Linked DNA regions of Sus scrofa: regions 2, 3 and 4 are each linked to region 1. A link is a contact called in public Hi-C data. All regions are on one chromosome and are shown on one strand. Each heading gives the region's core, a stretch centred on a gene start, on an enhancer-like site or on the middle of the called end of the contact. The rest is flanking DNA. Distances are from core to core; before and after follow the strand shown.

Region 1 (3,223 bases), core at 412-2,911:
TTAGTAAACATCATTATATCACCATCCATCAAGCTGTACAAGTATGTAACTTGCTTTGACCAATTAATTTAAGCATAAGTAAAGTGAGAGTGTGCCAGTTCTGCACAGACACTTTGAGAAAATAAAAGGTTTTTGTCAGACCTCTTAAACTTTTGCCCATAAAGAGTAAGAACCAGGTAGTCATTGCTGTCTTAGCCTGAGTTTTAGAATAAAGACTCATTGAACATATTTAAATTTAAACCATAGATTGGAGATTATCCTAGTCTAGTTGAGCCAAGCCAATCCATAGGCAACCTACATTACCATAAACATGAAATAGAGACTTCTTTTTGTAAACCACTGAGATTGGAAGGGGCAGTATTTGTTACACAGCATTGTCACAGCAGAAATGTGACTAATACATTGGGTATCCATCTAATAACTTTGGTGGGGATAAAAAACTACATGGCTGTAGCTATTTCCCAGGATACAAAAATGCCCTCAATTTTTTTCTGGTGACACACTATTAAAGTCAGTGCCATGAACTCAGTGCTTTTTTCTACACACTATGAATCTTAGGATCCAGACATGGCAAGACAGGGCTCCCTAAAAGAATCTAACCTATTTATATTGGAAAATCTACCTTATATTCACAGATGTTTCTCCCACAGCTTGAGTTTTCATAAAGCAAACTAGATGTGGTGGTGTCAGTCACTTAAAGCATACAATTTTAGCTGTGTGGAACAATAAGTCTCTAATATAACCACAGGGGAGTTGCCACCACTTAAATGAGAAAAGCTGGTCTCCCAAGGCAGTGAAGCACATTGTTACCTGTCAGGGTATTGAGTTTCTCAGTGTGGGTTTTCTTTTGTTAGCCATTCGAAGCTATGCATTCAGCTACTGCTTATTTCATTTTGTGCTACCAATGCATGGTAAAATGGATGAAACTGTGTGAAAAAACCTCTTTAATTCCTAATCTCTTTCTCCACTACTAAAACTTTCTTATATTTTTTGTTTTAAATCAGAAATGGGTTTTAAGATTTATTCTGGAAATTTTCCATTTTGTAAATGGAAATAATAAAAATAAAATCTAAATTGTAAGGCTAAAAAAAAAAAAGGGAAGCAATCAAGGATAGTGGTTATGGTAAAACCCTATGAATTAGACTTCTTTGAATTAGACTTTGAATCCAGGTCCCATCAAAAATGGTGTAAAAATGACTTAAGTTCCTAGCCTCAGTTTCTTCATTTGTAAAGTGAGGATAATAAAAGTGCTCATCTCAGGATTATGACAAGTCAGTGAAATAATCTTTTGAGGCTTAGCACAGTGCCTAACAGACAACAAATAGCCAGTAAATGATAGAAATTATGATAGGGAGAATTTTGTTAGTGTAGTTTTTCTTAGGAAAGTAGCTGTTCATTATAGAAAGACAGGCTGTATCATGGCATTTGCTTTGACCTTTTTATTATTGGGGGAAAAAAAAAAACCTCAAGACCCAAATTGTGATTAATTTATACACTGTGTTTATGAACAGCTAAGCTTTCACTACTTCAGTTCTCTGAGAGGAATAAGGGTCGATGACACAGAAAATTTGGACTCACCACAAAATGAACACTTCTGGAACCTTCATTTAGTTGCAATCAAAATAGACTGGGCTCTCTGGTAATACACTGTGGGCAAGTTTCCAGGCAAACACAGAGTGCTCTTGGATCCCTCCACACATAGCACACTAGAGTGACAGCAACTGTGCTGTAGATCAGCCACGGTGAAATGTCTCTCCAGTGAATTTGCAAGGAAGATAAGAACATTCCAACAGCTGACGTGTTGCCCAAATGGCAGGTCACCTCACTCTCAGGTCTACTTTTTTCCTGACTGCAAAGAACACCAGGGTAGACAGCCTTGGGTTTATGAAAAATGTGATTGCTAAGGAAAGTTAATTCTTTACAGAAACTGCAAGTTGATAAGGGTTCAGATTGATAAGAATTTGTTATAAGACATATTTGACGTTTACCTTGAAAGATCCTGTGAAGTACATGTGTGTGTGCCAGTGTGTGTGTATGCATGCACATTGCTGGTACCTTTTGTTTGAAATGAGCAAGCAGTTATAAATTATATAAACCAGCCATTTGAAATAATGTCTAACATTCCTCCCCTGGAGAAAGAGAATATTTTCTCTCCCATCTAGGCATTCTGTTTCTGAGTCCATTTACTTTCTGTCAACCACTTCGGAATGCATTTAACTTAAAAGCGAAGCTAGGAAAATTTACAAATTTATTTTCTGTAATACAGAGCTTGGGACTTGTTCCCATTTGAAGTATGTGTGTGTGTGTGTATATATATACACACATCTATATATAGACAAACACATACATACAGTCTTGAGTTCACTCAGAAAATAAATAATTGCTATGTAATCCTAGAGCAAAGATTAATATGACTCACATGAAAAATTAATGAAGAATCACAGTAAAAATACACTTTATTTTCCTAGAAGAAAATGCAAGGCATTTTACCTCTCCAAGAAACAAAGAATATTATATATATGTATATATACGTATATATACCATTATTCAATAAATAAAAAAGAAAAAAATATACATATTAAGTATACCTTATGAGGGAGACAGTAAAGAAGAAAAGAAAACAAAAGATAAAGGGGAAGAAAGAGACATAGAGAGAAAGTATAAGTGAAAAATGAGATAGCTACACACTAACATAAATGCATAAACATAGTGCCAGACATTTTCAGAGGGTAGCATTGCTCTGTATTACTCTTTGAAGGCAGTTATTACCGTCTCTAACACTGGGCCCCAGTTCAGATGTTTGGTTTGTGGCTCATGCTCTGTAGCCTGATGAAATTTATTTAGTAAATGGTCAGACCCAGCCCATAGTTTAGGGTTTCTTCTGCTCTGCAGTAGAATCTGGTGGAGATGGATGATATTCTCTTTAATTGACTCACTGCGTGAGGCTGAGGGCCATTTGAATCCCTCTTGAGAGAGACAGTACCGAATGACAGGTGAGATTAAATTTTCTTTATACATAATCATATTGTTTTATTTGCTACAATAAGCAGGAAATAAAATGAAACAAACGAATCTCATACACACCCAGAAAGGCCATCCGAGAAGAACCTGTGAAAGGGACTAAGAAGGAATGTTTTGGGTAGAGGCAAGAGGAAATCCCTAAAGGGTGGTGTCCCAGATGCCAAAGGAATGGTTAACCTACATCTCCTGGAATTCTACTTAA
Region 2 (3,223 bases), core at 292-2,791, 380 kb after region 1:
ATACCCTACCCTACCTTCCCATGATTCCTTGCAAGAGGGACCCAGGTGTTTTCCAACTCCGTCACTGTAAACAACACTGTCCTGAGCCCAGTTGTACATGACTTCTGATAGACCTGTGTGAAAATTCTTTGAGGTCTCTATCCTGGAGCAGAACTGCCAGGTCAGGAGGTATGTGTGTGCTTAATGGGACCAGAAGGTCCTCACAGCCTGTGCCCCCACCCACCAGGCAGGAGACTCCCCATGTCCCCACATCCCTGCCTGCACTTGGTACTATCAAGCTTTTAAATTTTTGCCAACCTAACATATAGTCTATCATTCTGTGGTTTTCACTTGAATTTGACTACCTAATATTTTGAGCATCTTAGCATATGTTTATTAGCCCTCGGGTTTCCTAGTTGGTAAGCTGCCTGTTCCTATTCCTGTTCCTTGCCCACGTTTTACTAGGATTGCTGTCTTTTTCTTGTTGACTTTCAAGAGTCCTTAATCTAAATATCAATTGCTTGACTGTCTCAGACTTTGTAAATATCTTCTCCCACTCTTGCCCCGTAGTTTATCTTTTTGAAGCGTTAAGTCGTTTTTCTTCACCTCTACATCCGTAAAATCATCCCTTGCCTTGTCTCCTTTTACCTTTAATCTTTCACCTTCAGGTCTTTAATACATCTCATATTTGACTTGGAAATACTGTATGGCATTCTGTGAACGATGAAATGATACAGGTTAAGCGCCTAGCACAATGCCTCTGACCCAAGAGCTGTACAATTGTGGGTGATTGTTACTATCATTTGAATACAAAGTGGTGAGCGCTGCCCTAGGAAATCTAGCGTTAAGGAGAGTTTGGATGCTGTTTAGCTAGGTCAGGAAAGGTTTTATGAACGAAGGTGAAGTGATGGAGGTTGGCTTTAAAAATGGATGTCAGAGTCATTTATTTTGAGAGGAAAGGCAGTATTCCAGGGAGAGGATCGGGCCGAGACAAAGCCCAGGATGCAGGAATGCCATCGCTTAACAAGGTTTAGGCAAATCACACCGAAGAGAGGAGCTGACTACTCACCCACTGCTGTCTGTCTTTCCGCCCCTGCCCACTCCCCCTTCCCCCTGCAGGCTCCCTGTTCTCCACCCTGAAGCCCCCCGACAACGTGTTCAAGGTGGTGTTCTGGCTGGGCTATTTCAACAGCTGCCTCAACCCCATCATCTACCCGTGCTCCAGCAAGGAGTTTAAGCGCGCCTTCGTGCGCATCCTCGGGTGCCAGTGCCGCGGCCGCCGTCGCCGCCGCCGCCGCCGCCGCCTGGGCGGCTGCGCCTACACCTACCGCCCGTGGACGCGCGGCGGCTCACTGGAGCGCTCGCAGTCGCGCAAGGACTCGCTGGACGACAGCGGCAGCTGCCTGAGCGGCAGCCAGCGGACCCTGCCCTCGGCCTCGCCGAGCCCCGGCTACCTGGGCCGCGGCGCACCGCCGCCCGTTGAGCTGTGCGCCTTCCCAGAGTGGAAGGCACCCGGCGCCCTCCTGAGCCTGCCCGCGCCCGAGCCCCCCGGCCGCCGCGGCCGCCAAGACTCGGGCCCGCTCTTCACCTTCAAGCTCCTGACGGAGCCCGAGAGTCCCGGGACCGACGGAGACACCAGCCACGGGGGCTGCGAGGCCGCGGCCGATGTGGCCAACGGGCAGCTGGGCTTCAAAAGCAACATGCCCCTGGCGCCCGGGCAGTTTTAGGGCCCCGCGCACCGCTTTCCATCCCTGGGGAGGCGGTCATTTGGGGGGAGGGCGGGGCGGAGGGGGGGAGGGCAGTGTTGGCGCCCGGTAGACGCGGGCCCCACGGGGAAACGGGGGGAGGGGGGCGGGGAGAGGGGCAGCTGCTTTTCTGGCAGGGGCATGGGTGCCAGGTACAGCGTGGTGAGCTGGGCCGAGCATGCTGAGAGCCTGGGGGACCCGACGCCGGCCGGGATTTCCGTCTCTCTCTCTCTCTCTCTCTCTGTGTATATATCTAAACGAGTCCCTCTGTACATGTATTTAACCGTGGGTACACGTGCGTGTGTCTGTGCGGTGTACGTGTGGTGTGAGTGTGTGCGTGTGTGGGGCCGCCCGCGCGGGGGCAAGAGCGAGTGTGCGCCCAGGAGGCAGCGGGGGCGTTTTTTGTCTTGTGACTTCGTACCTCTCAAGCCCCTCCTTGTACTTCCTGAACGGTGGCACTTTGGCGGGGTTGGAAACAAAGTCGGACATTAAAGGTGGTTTCTCCTGTTCCGCTTTTGAGTAGTTTGTGAACCAGGTGACAAGCAGGATCTTGAGTTTCCTTTTCCTTCGCGTTCAGGTGTGCCCTGGTCTCTCCCACCAACCGTATGGGCAATGGTTTGCTGCCCCCAAACCCACGTTGGCCCCATTTCTGCCTTTGCCATTCCTGCCTTCCAGAGCTAAACAAATCTGACCTTGTGGCTGAAAGTGACCCCCTGAACTTGGCCCATAAATCCTGCTTGCCTGCTTTTGACTCCTAGTGGCAACTGAATCCTCCTGCTGTGGGCAACACTGGGCAATGTCCGGCATGGCCCTGAACCTCAGGACTCCAATCTTATCTGGGGCTACCAGGTCAGCACCCTAGGTGGGCGTGTCACCTGATGGAGGTTGGGTCCCTTACTTCATACAACATCTTTAGACCAAATACTGTTTGCCTGTGCCCATGGAACCTGAAAAGGAAAGCAAGAATGCAGAATTCTCTGGACAAGATAAGAACCCATGTGTCAATACAGCACACATGGGCACAAGAACCCTCCTAAGCTCTGCTGACTGGCCAGCCTGCCTGGGAAAGGAGCACTGAGGAAAGTCCCACAGAGAGGAGCATACCTTGAAGAAGGTAACTTCTGTTCTAGTCTCAGAGCCTGCGACCAGTTTACTACATGACCTTGAGAAAGTCACATCCCTCTGGATCTTGGCTTCCCTTCTGTGTAATAAGATTGGTTCTAAGATCTTTTCTGCCTCTAAAAGCCGCTGGTTTTCTAAAAGAATTAATTAAGGATGAGGAACAAAACAGGTAGTATTTTTCTCCTCTGAAATTAAAAAAAAAAAAAGTATGAGAGGAAAACTCCCACCCCAATCCCTTTCTCTTCCTTTGTTTTTCTCTTTCTTTTTTTTTTTTTCTTTTTCCTTTTTTCTTTTTTGGTCTTTTTGTCTTTTTAGGGCCACACCCACGGCATATGGAGGTTCCCAGGCTAGGGGTCCAATCGGAGCTGTAGCCACCT
Region 3 (3,223 bases), core at 482-2,981, 340 kb after region 1:
TTCATTCTTTATAAAAGTTGCCATTCCACCTGCCTTTAGAGGAAACCTGTCTATTGCCATTTGGTCCCCACTTCCCCTCACCGTATCAACCCTTGTTACCTCCTTCTCTCCTCTGGGAGGGATGTGATCAGAGCAGGCCCCCACAGAAGTAGGAAAAGAGGAAACGATTTCGATGACTTTATAGCAGAGCCTGATCTAGACCTTTTAGAAAGGCCCGAGGTACTGAGAAGTGAACTCTGCCCCCACCTCCAAATATAATTCTAGATTTTCTCTCTTTCTCTCTCTCTCTCTCTTTCTCACACACATACACAGCCCTAAAATAAATGGAAGACCAACATTTTGATTTATCCCATGAAGTCTACTTTGGTTTCTTTAATATCAAAGAATATCCCCCCAAAAAAGTGAAGGTGCCCAGCTTTGCTAATGCTCTAAAGATATGCTTGGTCTATTTGTGAGTAATATCACATCACTCTATAATGGGGCAATGAGACACCCCACTTTGCCTGAGCCAGTCTCCACTTATGTCTGTTACTAAAGGCACCATGATGATTATTATAACCCCCACTTATTCTCAAAAGTGTCTCAATTTGAATGATGAAAGTGCCTCGATATTTTAACTCCCAGAATAAGAATGTTTACAGTGGCATATTCAATAGTGCCTTGGTTTCACTGAGGAGCCTGAGATGCGGGAGGAGAGAGAGTCTGGTACCCAAGGTCTCAACAGTCCAGAAAAAGACCATTAATGAGAGAAGGAAGTGAACAGTAATTTAAGGAAGAAAGACACAACTTCACCTGTGTGTTTTTTGTGGGAAAGAGAAATTAATAGAAAAGTTGATTGGATGAGTTTCCTGGTGGCCCAACGATTAAGGACTCAGCATTGTCACTGCTGTGCCTCATTGTCACTGCTGTAGTAGGGTTCAATCCCTGGCCCGGGAATGTCTTCATGCCACAGGCATGGCCAAAAAAGACATGTTTACGTCTTCATTCAATTTACCTGAGTTGCGCAAATGAGTAACTGAGCTGGGATCTGCATCCATGACTGGCTGACTCTAAACAGGTAATGAGTACGTAAATGAAGGAGTGGATCCAGTACAACAGAAGACAAATGGTGTGATCTGAATGATGAGCGCCTCCAGATTGAAGAGGAGACGGAAAGGGTGGGTGGAAATATTTGGGGAAGGAGAGAAAAGAGTATTCTATCTTAGGGACTTCTCAGGATGGAAAGACTCTAAGGGAGTCTTCACCATCTATCACTCCCTCCTGGCCTGACAGAGTATAGGTCAGCCCAGGATACTGTCCTCACTGGCAGGCTTGTGTTCTTTGGACTCTGTCAGTAGCACACTCATGACCACAACCAGAAACAGCACTCGTGAGCCCCCTTTGAACACTCAAGTGCCCCACTCTGGTGTGAGCACACAAAGTGCACTATAAAAAGTCACACTGATGAACAGTTCAGGCCAAAATGTTCAGAAACAGAATGTCCTAGCACATGCAAGTGGACCTTTCCTCGCAGAGCCCCATTTAACTTTTTCCAGGAGTATCTGCCCACAGTGGCTTGCTCCCCTGAAGCTGGGATGCACAGGGGGCTTGGTTTCACATGCTTTTTAGAATTCTTCTTTAAGACAGAATTCCCTACCAAGCTGACAGGCATCACTTAGAGGCTGAGCTCAGCACCCTGGCCATGCCCCAGAAGGAGGTTAAAATAGGACCAAGGGCAAGCCAGGCTCACTGTCATTCTCAGGCATGGGCCCCAGGGCTCACACCACCAGCACAGGGCCGGGCAGAGATCCAGAGAGGCAGCTGGTAGGGGAGGAGGGGATGCCACCAACTGGAACAAAAAAAAAATTACATCTCCAACTTATATATTCAGGCCATCAATCACCCCCTGGCATCAAGAGAAAGTGGTAGGGGCCTCTCCCTGCTGCCAGGTATACCTTTACAGTGTCATTTGTGACTCCTTGTTCTGAACCCTTCAGGAATTTATCTTAAACAAGGGTTCTTAGGCTTTTTTGTTGCATGGGCCCTTTTGGCAACCTGGTGAAGCCCCTTCTCACAATAAATACATAAAATGAGAGACATAGGATTTCAAAGAAAATTGATTATGTTGAAATAGTTATTATAACATTGAAGAAACAAATTTATTGCAGAGTAAAACAGTGTTCTTTATTAATATATTAAACAAACAATATCTAGCAGCAAGTCGCATAAATAACTACTATAATTTGAAATAGTGACAAGTGGAAATATTTCAAGATATCTGCAACAAATGTAATATCGTATCATAAATCTGATTTCTATGGGTGACAAATCTTGCTCATTCTACTATGGCTTGCCATCTGCATTCCTATTGAACAAAACGCTTTCAGGCAAAGGTTAAATTTTTTAAAAAAAGATAATTTTTCCCACACAAGTTCAGGAACCCCTTAACCCCAGAATAAGAATCCAGACTTATGACATTATAAAGAGGTACTTCAGGGCATGAGGTTTTCTATACTTTATTCTCTCAAATTATGTAGTCTTGGGACCCCAGGGAACCTAGACTATGCCATCGTGCTTTGAAACTGTTTTGCATGATTAGCAATTTTTCTACTTTATTTAAAAATAGGGCATACACTTTTATTTAAATCAGAAAGGATGAAAAAAGAGAAAAATTCTTGTGTCCACCCTGGACTCCAGGCCCAGCTCTATCCAGTACCTTCAGTCTTTTCCCCCAGGAGCAAATATGTTATCAGGGGCATATGGTTCCAGAAATATTCTGTTTATTCATAAGCATCCATATACGTGTGTGTGTGTGTGTGTGTGTGTGTGGAATGTGTGTTTCTATCCTGTTTATTGTTACAAATGGCATCATTTTATAAACACTGTGATGGAGGTTCCATTTTATTATACTCAGCAGCACATCTTTGACATAGTTCTCTGTCAGAATGTATAGTTACTGCTTTTCTTTTCATGACTGTATAGTAATTCATTTACAGAGTACCCTATTTTATTTAACAATTTTCCAGTTGATTAACCTTAGGTTATTTTTGGTTTTTACTACTAAAAACAATGTTGCAATGAGTGCATTTGGGTGTATGTCTGTGTCCACAAATTCAGGATAAATTCCTAGAAGTGGAATCACTTAAGCAAAAAATATTTGCTTTTTTATTTTATTTATTTGTTCATTTATTTATTTATTGGCTTTTTAGGGCTGCACCCACATCATGAGGAGGTTCCCAGGCTA
Region 4 (3,223 bases), core at 372-2,871, 310 kb after region 1:
AAACTCAAAATGGATTAAATACCTAGATAGAAGACCAGACACTATAAAACTCTTAAAGGAAAACATAGGCCAAACACTCTCTGACATAAACGACAGCAACATCTTCTCAGATCCACCTCTTAGAGTATTGACAATAAAAACAAAAATAAACAAATGGGACCTAATCAAACTTCAAAGTTTCTGCACAGCAAAGGAAACCCTAAAAAAATTGAAAAGACAACCCACATAATGGGAGAAAATCCTTGCAAGTGATTCAGCTGACAAGGAATTAATCTCCAAAATTTATAAACAACTTCTGCAGCTCCATACAAAAAAAGCAAACGACCCCATCAAAAAATGGGCAGAAGATCTAAACAGACAGTTCTCCAAAGAAGACATACAGATGGCCAAAAAAACACATGAAAAGATGTTCAACATCACTCAATATTAGAGACATGCAAATCAAAACCATGATGAGTTGCCACCTTACACCAGCCGGAAAGGCCATCATCAAAAAGTCTACAAACAGTAAGTGCTGGAGAGGGTGTGGAGAAAAAGGAACCCTAGTACACTGTTGGTGGGATTGTAAAGTGGTGCAACCACTGTGGAAAGCAGTATGGAGATTCCTCAGAAAACTAACCATAGAACTACCATTTGATCCGGCAATCCCACTCCTGGGAATCTATCTAGAGAAAACCATGACTCACAAAGACCCATGTACTCCAATGTTCATTGCAGCACTATTTGCAATAGCCAAGACATGGGAACCACTTAAATGTCCACAACAGAGGAGTGGATCAAGATGTGGTACATATACACAATGGAATATTACTCAGCCATTGAAATGAACAAAATACCGGCATTTTTAGCAACACGGATGGACCTAGAAATTATCATGCTAAGTGAAGTCAGCCATACAATGAGACACCAACATCCAATGCTTTCACAGACATGTGGAATCTGAAAAAAGGACAGACTGAACTTCTTTGCAGAACAGATGCTGACTCACAGACATTGAAAAATTTATGGTCTCTGGAGGAGACAGTTTGGGGGTTGGGGGGATGTGCTTGGGCTGTGGGATGGAAATCCTGTGAAACTGGATTGTGATGATCATTATACAGCTACAGATGTGATCAATTCATTTGAGTAATAAAAAAAAGAAAAGAAAAGAATGTGCATTTGTTTTAGAACAATATTGAACGAGGATAAAAAATAGGTGATTCACAGACTAAGTCTCTGAGTCCTCCCACACTTTAACATCCATCCCTGGCAAAGGTTTCTGTTCCATGTCTTATCCCCTGCTTAGTTGATAGCGTTGTTGATGGCAGAGTCTGTATTTTTTCCATGTTTGCATTCCCCGTATGCCTGGCACAAAGTTCAACCAAGTTCATCTAACACATGAAAGAGCAGATAGAATAGGGCTTCAGTGTTCCTATCTATCAAGTGGGAGCCTTGAACATCTGCCTTTTTGATGCTCTGTGTGAAGGAGCAGTTCCTCTTGGTCTTCTTGCTTTGGGGAGGTGAGAAGTGGGTTTTCCTTCTGTGCCGCCCACATGTTTCTGTTCTCCTCATGATGAGTCATCTGGGAGCCAGACACCACCGCTCTCAGACAGAACATGTTAGGTACTTGCTCAGGAGCAGGAGGGCCATAAATCTGTGCCGCGTCCCCGTGGTTACCTAGGGAACACTGGGGCACAGCCAAGAAGGGGGGACTGTAGACAGAGAGGGCTCTGGCCAGTGTCCCAGCCTCTTGGCAACAGCCCAGTAAGCACTTCCCACTCTTCTAGTTTGGAAACAGTGTCCTGTCCCCTGTGGAGGGCAAAGGTGGCCCCTGCCAAGAGGCTCTGAAATGCACCAAGATCCCCTACCAAACATTCAAAGAGATAAAAGGGATCAGGCAGCAAAATGACTATGACAGGAACCAGGGCAGCTGGAATCTGGTCCTGCACGTCATCCCTTCACCATTACACAGGCAATCATAAACAGATTCCCCCTTCCATTCTCTGCAGGTGTGAAAATTAAATGAAACAGTATACTAAACTGCTTGGCATAAGTCCTGATCACAGGAAACAATTAATAGAAGCAGTTGTAAATTTAATTATTAGTAGTAGTACTGATAGTAGCAGTAGTAGATTATTCTCACCATAATCTCCCAAATTTTATTCCACTTTACTAATGAGGAATTTGGGCCCAGAGAGATTAAGCAACTTGCTCAAAATCCTTCTACTAAGAATCAGATCCACTGATAACAGCCAGCTAGCTACTGTAATGCATGGGGATTATTCTGGAAAGTCCTGTGAGAGTGTGTGGGAAGAATGGACAGTATCACTCAGCTCCATTCAGCTCCACACCCAGACAGGCACCCTTACTGTGGTTGTATGATGGATGGAACACCTCTGGACCTTTCTCCAAACCTTACATAGTCTCATCCTCAACCTCTGAAAACAGAGTCCCTGGGCTCTAACTGGCTCTGACTGGGTCAGAGTGTCCACCCCTAGAGCTGCAGGGGAGGGTCATCCTGGGTCTGAGAGGTCGGGGGCTTAGAGAACAGTCATGAGTACAAAGGGATATAGAATGGAGGCTATAGGCCCAAGCAAGATGTGTGTGTGTGTGTGTGCGTGCATGTGTGTGTGTGCATGTGTGTGTGTGAAGCTGAAAAACATTTGCCAAAATGTTTACAGAAGTGCTCTCTCTGGATGGTGGAATTAAAAAGCTGATTTCCCTTTTGTTTTCTAGACCTTTCCATAAAGTTACCATAAGCACATAGTTTGATGATTTTTAGAACTATTTTCTTTTTTTTTTTTTTTTGGTAGAGCATATCATCATTTATTCAATCCTTTTAGAAGCTATTTTCCTTTGCTTAGTGGTTAAATAATGCACATAATATATAGTTATATTAAGTGTATATACTTTTAAGAGTTTGAGACTGGATATTTGAGGCCTCAGTCCTGGTTCTGGCTCTGAGTGACCACAGTCATGTGCCTTGTCTGGCCTTGGTTCCAACATCTGTGAAATGAGGGGAGGGCCACACAACCTCTACAATCCCTTCCAGCTGTGATTCTCTCCCCTTCGGTGTACATACAGCAAGTAAAAAGGTATGAAACAGCTGGATCCTAAGAGCCTGCTTGAATATGAAGAGAATAGAGTTGACCCTTGAACAACCATTTATATATGTACATATAGGTGTGTATACATCTAAACATATATGTATGCATATATATTATTTTCTGTAATTGTTTCATAA

The links. Hi-C and Micro-C count contacts between places; a contact is called where the count stands out from the background.
Region 2: a contact with region 1 is called in a Hi-C map of heart right ventricle, with 2.2 times the contacts expected there. The contact joins two enhancer-like sites. A contact is called at or near these places in 2 of 47 Hi-C or Micro-C datasets (embryonic fibroblasts and heart right ventricle).
Region 3: a contact with region 1 is called in a Hi-C map of heart right ventricle, with 4 times the contacts expected there. The contact joins two enhancer-like sites. A contact is called at or near these places in 3 of 47 Hi-C or Micro-C datasets (embryonic fibroblasts, fetal heart ventricle and heart right ventricle).
Region 4: a Hi-C map of heart right ventricle shows a contact between it and region 1, with 15 times the contacts expected there. The contact joins two enhancer-like sites. A contact is called at or near these places in 3 of 47 Hi-C or Micro-C datasets (embryonic fibroblasts, fetal heart ventricle and heart right ventricle).

The regions. Positions count from the first base shown.
Region 1 is chr16:63,926,364-63,929,586 of Sscrofa11.1, reverse strand. All of the region lies in intron 1 of ADRA1B (alpha-1B adrenergic receptor), which reads left to right. All of the region lies in intron 1 of LOC110257290 (a long non-coding RNA gene), which reads right to left. Among named protein-coding and RNA genes, the nearest start is that of ADRA1B, 83 kb to the left of the region's middle. Within about 2 kb of position 1,661, at least 3 of the 83 cell types and tissues checked have an H3K27ac peak or open chromatin away from gene starts, as enhancers often do.
Region 2 is chr16:63,549,134-63,552,356 of Sscrofa11.1, reverse strand. It overlaps ADRA1B (alpha-1B adrenergic receptor), which reads left to right. Exons shown (of 8, transcript XM_021076921.1): 8 at 1,099-2,234. The coding sequence ends at 1,706. Among named protein-coding and RNA genes, the nearest start is that of TTC1, 35 kb to the right of the region's middle. Within about 2 kb of position 1,541, at least 13 of the 83 cell types and tissues checked have an H3K27ac peak or open chromatin away from gene starts, as enhancers often do.
Region 3 is chr16:63,588,654-63,591,876 of Sscrofa11.1, reverse strand. All of the region lies in intron 7 of ADRA1B (alpha-1B adrenergic receptor), which reads left to right. Among named protein-coding and RNA genes, the nearest start is that of TTC1, 75 kb to the right of the region's middle. Within about 2 kb of position 1,731, at least 2 of the 83 cell types and tissues checked have an H3K27ac peak or open chromatin away from gene starts, as enhancers often do.
Region 4 is chr16:63,616,104-63,619,326 of Sscrofa11.1, reverse strand. All of the region lies in intron 5 of ADRA1B (alpha-1B adrenergic receptor), which reads left to right. Among named protein-coding and RNA genes, the nearest start is that of TTC1, 100 kb to the right of the region's middle. Within about 2 kb of position 1,621, at least 16 of the 83 cell types and tissues checked have an H3K27ac peak or open chromatin away from gene starts, as enhancers often do.